Regions from separate parts of the Gasterosteus aculeatus genome. Here region 2 is linked to region 1. Evidence: chromatin contacts called from public Hi-C data. All regions are on one chromosome and are shown on one strand. The core of a region is the stretch at or near the end of the contact, and the rest is flanking DNA. Distances in the headings are between cores, read along the strand shown. Region 1 overlaps tenm3 (teneurin transmembrane protein 3). Region 2 overlaps tenm3 (teneurin transmembrane protein 3).

The links. Hi-C and Micro-C count contacts between places; a contact is called where the count stands out from the background.
Region 2: a Hi-C map of skeletal muscle shows a contact between it and region 1, with 5 times the contacts expected there. The contact joins two enhancer-like sites. A contact is called at or near these places in 4 of 6 Hi-C or Micro-C datasets (skeletal muscle, tail fin and whole body).

Annotation. Positions count from the first base shown.
Region 1 is chr9:4,046,370-4,049,069 of fGasAcu3.hap1.1, forward strand. All of the region lies in intron 9 of tenm3 (teneurin transmembrane protein 3), which reads left to right. Among protein-coding and RNA genes, the nearest start is that of dctd, 160 kb to the right of the region's middle. Within about 2 kb of position 1,337, at least 1 of the 9 cell types and tissues checked has open chromatin away from gene starts, as enhancers often do.
Region 2 is chr9:4,114,960-4,117,831 of fGasAcu3.hap1.1, forward strand. It overlaps tenm3 (teneurin transmembrane protein 3), which reads left to right. Exons shown (of 60, transcript XM_078080162.1): 12 at 1,468-1,641; 13 at 2,810-2,872. Among protein-coding and RNA genes, the nearest start is that of dctd, 89 kb to the right of the region's middle. Within about 2 kb of position 1,527, at least 6 of the 9 cell types and tissues checked have open chromatin away from gene starts, as enhancers often do.

The sequences.
Region 1 (2,700 bases), core at 87-2,586:
CTCTTAAAAGCAGGTGTAAACCAGAAGTTTCCTCGCATACGCCTCCTGGAGAATGAGATGAGATGAGATGACGGCAGTCATCCGAGCCAGACGGCGACGTAGGACAAGGAGACGAGCTGAAAAGATTTTTGCCACAAGAATCACACTTCAACCGTTGAGTGAACATAAAATCATTAAGCGTTACAGATAAAGCATCCATGCAATATTACAGTTACAGGAAGAAATCAAAGATGACATCGCATCGCCGACTCAGCGTTCACGTTCCATTCCAGCAGGTGTTAAACTCCTCGCTACATTACTACACACAACTATTGGCCTCAGGGTCATTTCAAACGGTCATAGTATCAGCAGTGGGAATATCACAGTGTGCAATCAGCCATATCACATCACAAGGAGCTAATACACACATTTCCCCACCACTGACGCAGACACATCAACTTTGGCTGATCCATGATAGAAAGAGAGAAGGAGGTCCGTTAACTTGCGTGTTTGAATGCTCACAATATGCGATTTTGTTGGCGGAGAAACACGCTGATTACCAGATGAACTGCGGGTTTCGTACATACGATGCGAACTGAAGTATCACAATGCGCGCTTTCTGCACGTTGGCCGTGATAACACTACATTTGCAAATGTATGCCTTTTATATATTGTAATAAAAAGAGTAGAGTGGGTGTGTCCCCGGTGACCACTGAGTTTCAATCCCTCATCGTCACCACGCAGGCATTCTTTCACTTGGAGGGATGTCAACTGTCAGCAACTACAGGGCCACGGTGGCACATCAATGGTGCCCGTGCTAATGTGTGTGTGTGTGTGTGTGTTCATTAAAGGACCTTTTTTCCATCGTGATTCATATTAAGATGAACTGCTCAGTTAAAATCATCGTCTTTTATTGACACCCAAACCAACAGGAAACTGGAGCTGAATATAAAAATAGAATTATAGAAAGGTGACTTGAACCCAATGCACTAATTACTCAAAGAAGCAATCCCCTTTACTGTGAATGGAGAAATAACCACCAATCTACTAATGTCTCACCTCACCCTGACTGTCTCTATCTTTTACACACACACACACACACACACACACACACACACACTAGCCTTCGCAGGGTTTGGAAAGCTAGTGATAGTGTGGCTGACCTCAGCATATGGGTGGTTTTACTGACAAACTTCACGTACCAATTTGTGTGTGCGCACACAAACACACACACAGAGAGAGCCTTGTTTTGTCCTTATTTTCATCTCTTTTAGTCACTTACAAACTCACACTCTCCCACATCGTGTGTTTGTCCTTGGCAGCGATTTCTGCTGTCATATGGCTTCTACTAAATGTGATTATGACACAAAGGCTGTTTAGCTAACTGTGTGTGTGTGTGTGTGTGTGTGTGTGTGTGTGTGTGCAGGCCTGTTGAGTGGGCAGGACAGTCTGTCTATCTGTCAGCCAGTTTACGATGACGCTTATTATTGTTCCCTTTCTCTCGCTTATTGTCCCTACGAAGCTTTAACGTACAGCATCATGTGAACAAGTAAATTAATTGTGAAAACATTTTTAATGGAAGATATATTTTACTAATAGGTACATCGGTAGCAGATCAAGCAGATTCAGTTGGTACACGGGTTGCTCTCTGATTTCTGCCTCATACTTGCGATGTGTCTCCTAACCTCATTATATATCAGTCATTTCTGCCAAATAATCAAAGTACGAGCAAGATAATCTTCTATTTGACAGGGCTGTGTATTAATCAAGTCCATTTTAATTGTTTACTCCTGTATCAGAAATCCCCCTTGATTCAGATAATAACATGATCTGAAAAAAAATTTAAAAACATAACTGAAGATCACTGAGTCATAGATATTGATAAAATGCCCACCCATTTTTACTAGGGGGGAATACAATCCTTTATGGTTCTGTCTGTGAGGCGTGGTGTGGGGTGCTGGCCTGGAAGCAATAAACAGCCAGTAAGCCCCTGAGGAAGTCAATCTGTTTGAACAACACAAAGCAAAGTCATCACTCTGATCTCTTAAACCACGGGGCCCTCGTCACATTTACAAATCCAACCCCCCTTAGTTAGCGTTGCTAGGCTGGACGCGCTTGACAAAGAGATATATGGCAACACCGGCTGTGCGGTTTCATTGAGCCGGCTGCGTTACATCACCTCCGGCTAATTGTGTCCAAAACTTTTATTTTTGCGTCATGCGCAACTGTGTGGCTTTCAGGCGGCCCGACTCCAACACCGTGTCCAGTTCTGGAGAGAAAAAGGTAGCTGTGTGAAAATAAGGTGTACGTTTCTTATAAATGACTCATCCACTTTTTATAACTTTCATTCACTCTGTCTCCCTCCCCTGAAACCCCCCCCCCCCCCCCACCCCCACGCCCCACTCTTGCAGGGCTTATCTCCTTCATATTGCACACTCAAGGTATTTCTAATCCGCTTATACTTGTTCAGCCTTCTTCTACATTGTAACTTAATATGGGCCGTGCCCTTTTGTGTGTGTGTGTAATAGATATAAATTCTAAGTATTATTGTATTCACCACATACTATTGTGCATCTCCCTCTCTTTCTCCTGCACACACGCACACACACAAGTACACATGGATGAAGAATCCAAGTTGAAAAGTTGATGGTGGCTGTTCTTGTGAATGGGTAGAAGTTAAATAAGCGAATGTCAGGCATTGTGAGCAATGGCATGTAGGAA
Region 2 (2,872 bases), core at 277-2,776, 69 kb after region 1:
ATGATTGAATGTCATTTGTTATAATGAACATTTATAAAAAGAACAGAGCGTATGGCATTGCCTCTTAATGATCATTGATCATGTGAAATAAAGCATGTCCCCCTACATCTCTTTTCATTAAATGCTTAACAATATGTTTGTGCTTTAACGGCTGCTGTAGAACTCACACACAAAATATAGCAATGCTCAATGTTTCCCTGTTTATTCAGTCTCTTAAACTCTCTTCCCCTCTTGCCTGGAGGCAGGTATTAATTGAAGGACCCTTGTTATAATAGGCTATAATTGTTAATCATACATCCTATTTAGAGGGTAGTTTAATTGTAATTACAGATGCTCGTTAGACAGAGTTCTGTGTCCTTGGTAAGTACTGCAGACATACATGCACACTGCGCCAGCAATCTTTGTGGTGGAAATGTTCACGTGGTAAATTCTAAAGACGGCCTTTACACAAATGAAAAGGGAACGATGTGGCTTTCAGGTGGACAGCAGTTTGAATTTGCTTTATTCAGACCACTGTGGCCTTGTTGGCTTGTTCCAGTTGGGTGATAATACATGAAGGGTTTGGTGAAACCAGAAAGCATCTTCTGGAAATGGTAACTTGAGTAAAGCTTCTCTGGTCCTCGGACCACTGAAAGTCCTTTGCTACCATGCGAGGTACCACCGGAATTAATGAAAACAACCTTTTATTTGTCATGAGCTGACATGCATGCAAACATCTCTAATATGTTGGATTTAATCCCTTTGTGAGTAGAACTATTTATTCAACAAAAACATGAACATTGAATCTCGCATAGTCTTGTTCTTAACTACGTTTAAGTTCCTTGTTTAATGCTTAAAAAAGGTTAAAAAAGGTAATTTACAGGAAACCTTCCACCCCTGCGACCCTTTGCGACCCTAACTGGGAGCATCAATTTTCATGTGGCATGGGTCCACTCTTTCTCCTAATTAGGTCAGTAGGCCAGTGTCATCCATTTGAATGCTGGATCAAAACAGAGGGCTTCAAAATTAGTGGGCAGCCACCTCTAGTGGCCATGTATATCATTGATGTAAAGGGGGAAGCTAGGTGAAGGTGAAGCATAAAGCGTTATAAAGTCATGCAAAACAGTCCTTCACCATCAAGTCTGTACTCGTCAACATGGGTTAGAGACACTTACATGAGTTACTTTATGACGCCATTATAGTTCAAGACACTTAATAATCAAACATATAATGGTTTTACAGTCATGTGTGATATTATAGTTTGGAAGCTGTTCAAGCACAGCTCATATATTCATTTCTTTTATTAATGAAAGAGAATTGGGGGGAATCAAAGAGAGCTAACCTGAAAGTTAAGTGTTGCTCTTGAAGATTGAAAAATACAACATTGTGTTAAAAGTAAAAAGAATACAACAATGTATGTAAACTGTGTGACAACCTGCTGATTTACCATAACTAATCTCTGTCCCCCTTTTTCCTCCTGCTCTCCAGGCACTTCCTCTTTAAGACAGGTACAGGCACCACCCCCCTCTTCTCCACGGCAACTCCTGGCTACACCATGGCAACCGGTTCAGTGTACTCCCCGCCCACCAGGCCGCTGCCGAGGAACACCCTTTCCCGCTCTGCCTTCAAGTTCAAGAAATCATCCAAGTACTGCTCATGGCGGTAAGATGGAAGAAGTTGTCAGTGGTGCTGCTGGTATTTTCTTCTGTACAACTCATTTATACTCAGGTACACGTTTGAATATCCTAAAACAGCATTGGCTGGGACAGAAGACTTCTTCCCAGTCACCAAATGAATGAAATAAAATTAATTCATAGTATATTTGACAGATTTGAAGTTGTTTGGCATTTAATAAGGTTTGTCTCAAAGGAAGTGCCGGGAGTGGGACAAGCTAAGGAAGATGCTCCTGTAGTTTATCATACAACCCCTATACCTCATAGTTCCTATAGCTCATGTGTCGACGTGGCGCAGGGGTACATGAGTAAATGCGTCCCACATATAGTGCACGCTGATCTTTATGGCAGACGACTGTAACTTAACCACACAGTCATGCAGTTTATGCAGCTCCGTCTTCCTGCTGGCACTTCTCACACATACCAGAGATTTCCTCCCCACAGCCACCTACCAGTCAATGCCACACGCACAGGTTGCACGGACATGTGACACCAAACGTAGTCACATGTAACACATTTTGTTTGCATTGCATTTAACACTCGGCAGAATCTTGGCAGCAAATAGAGCCACGAGAGAAGAGACCAGCTGGCATCTAATTGGGTGTGTGACTTTGCTAGCTTGCAGAGCTAGTGCATCCAGGGTGTTGTTTTTTCAATAAAAATGTTTGTATAGCTGTATTTTTACATATGAAATACAAAATCTAGAATGTTCTTCAGCTCAACAGCGCTAGGTGCAATACCCCAATAGAATATTATGATTGCAAATGTCCCTGCTACTAAAAATATGTTGCTGCTAAACAACAACATTAACTCGTTAACAAGAGCATCATTGTGTAGTACTGATAGGTTGCCGGACAGCATCGTGGGATGAGGGCCTGTATTGAGATCTAGCATTTGAATCAGCACAGTCTATTGTGGAGGTTTTTTTTCATTTGTATAAGCTACACCAAAGGATTTAGAACATTTTGCACAGCGGACACAGAATAACATCTGTGACCCTGAAATGACAAATGTCGCTGTCCGTCCGCACCTCCAACGCTGTAAACCATGGGGAACACTGTAGCAGATGTGTCTGATAGTGTGATGGTTAAGACAGAAGCCACACTGACGAAGGAGGAAGCAACACAACAACCATGGTTTTCTTTTCTTTCCCTCAGGTGTACCGCCCTCAGCGCCGTAGGACTGTCTGTGCTGCTCTCCATCCTGCTCTGTTATTGCAT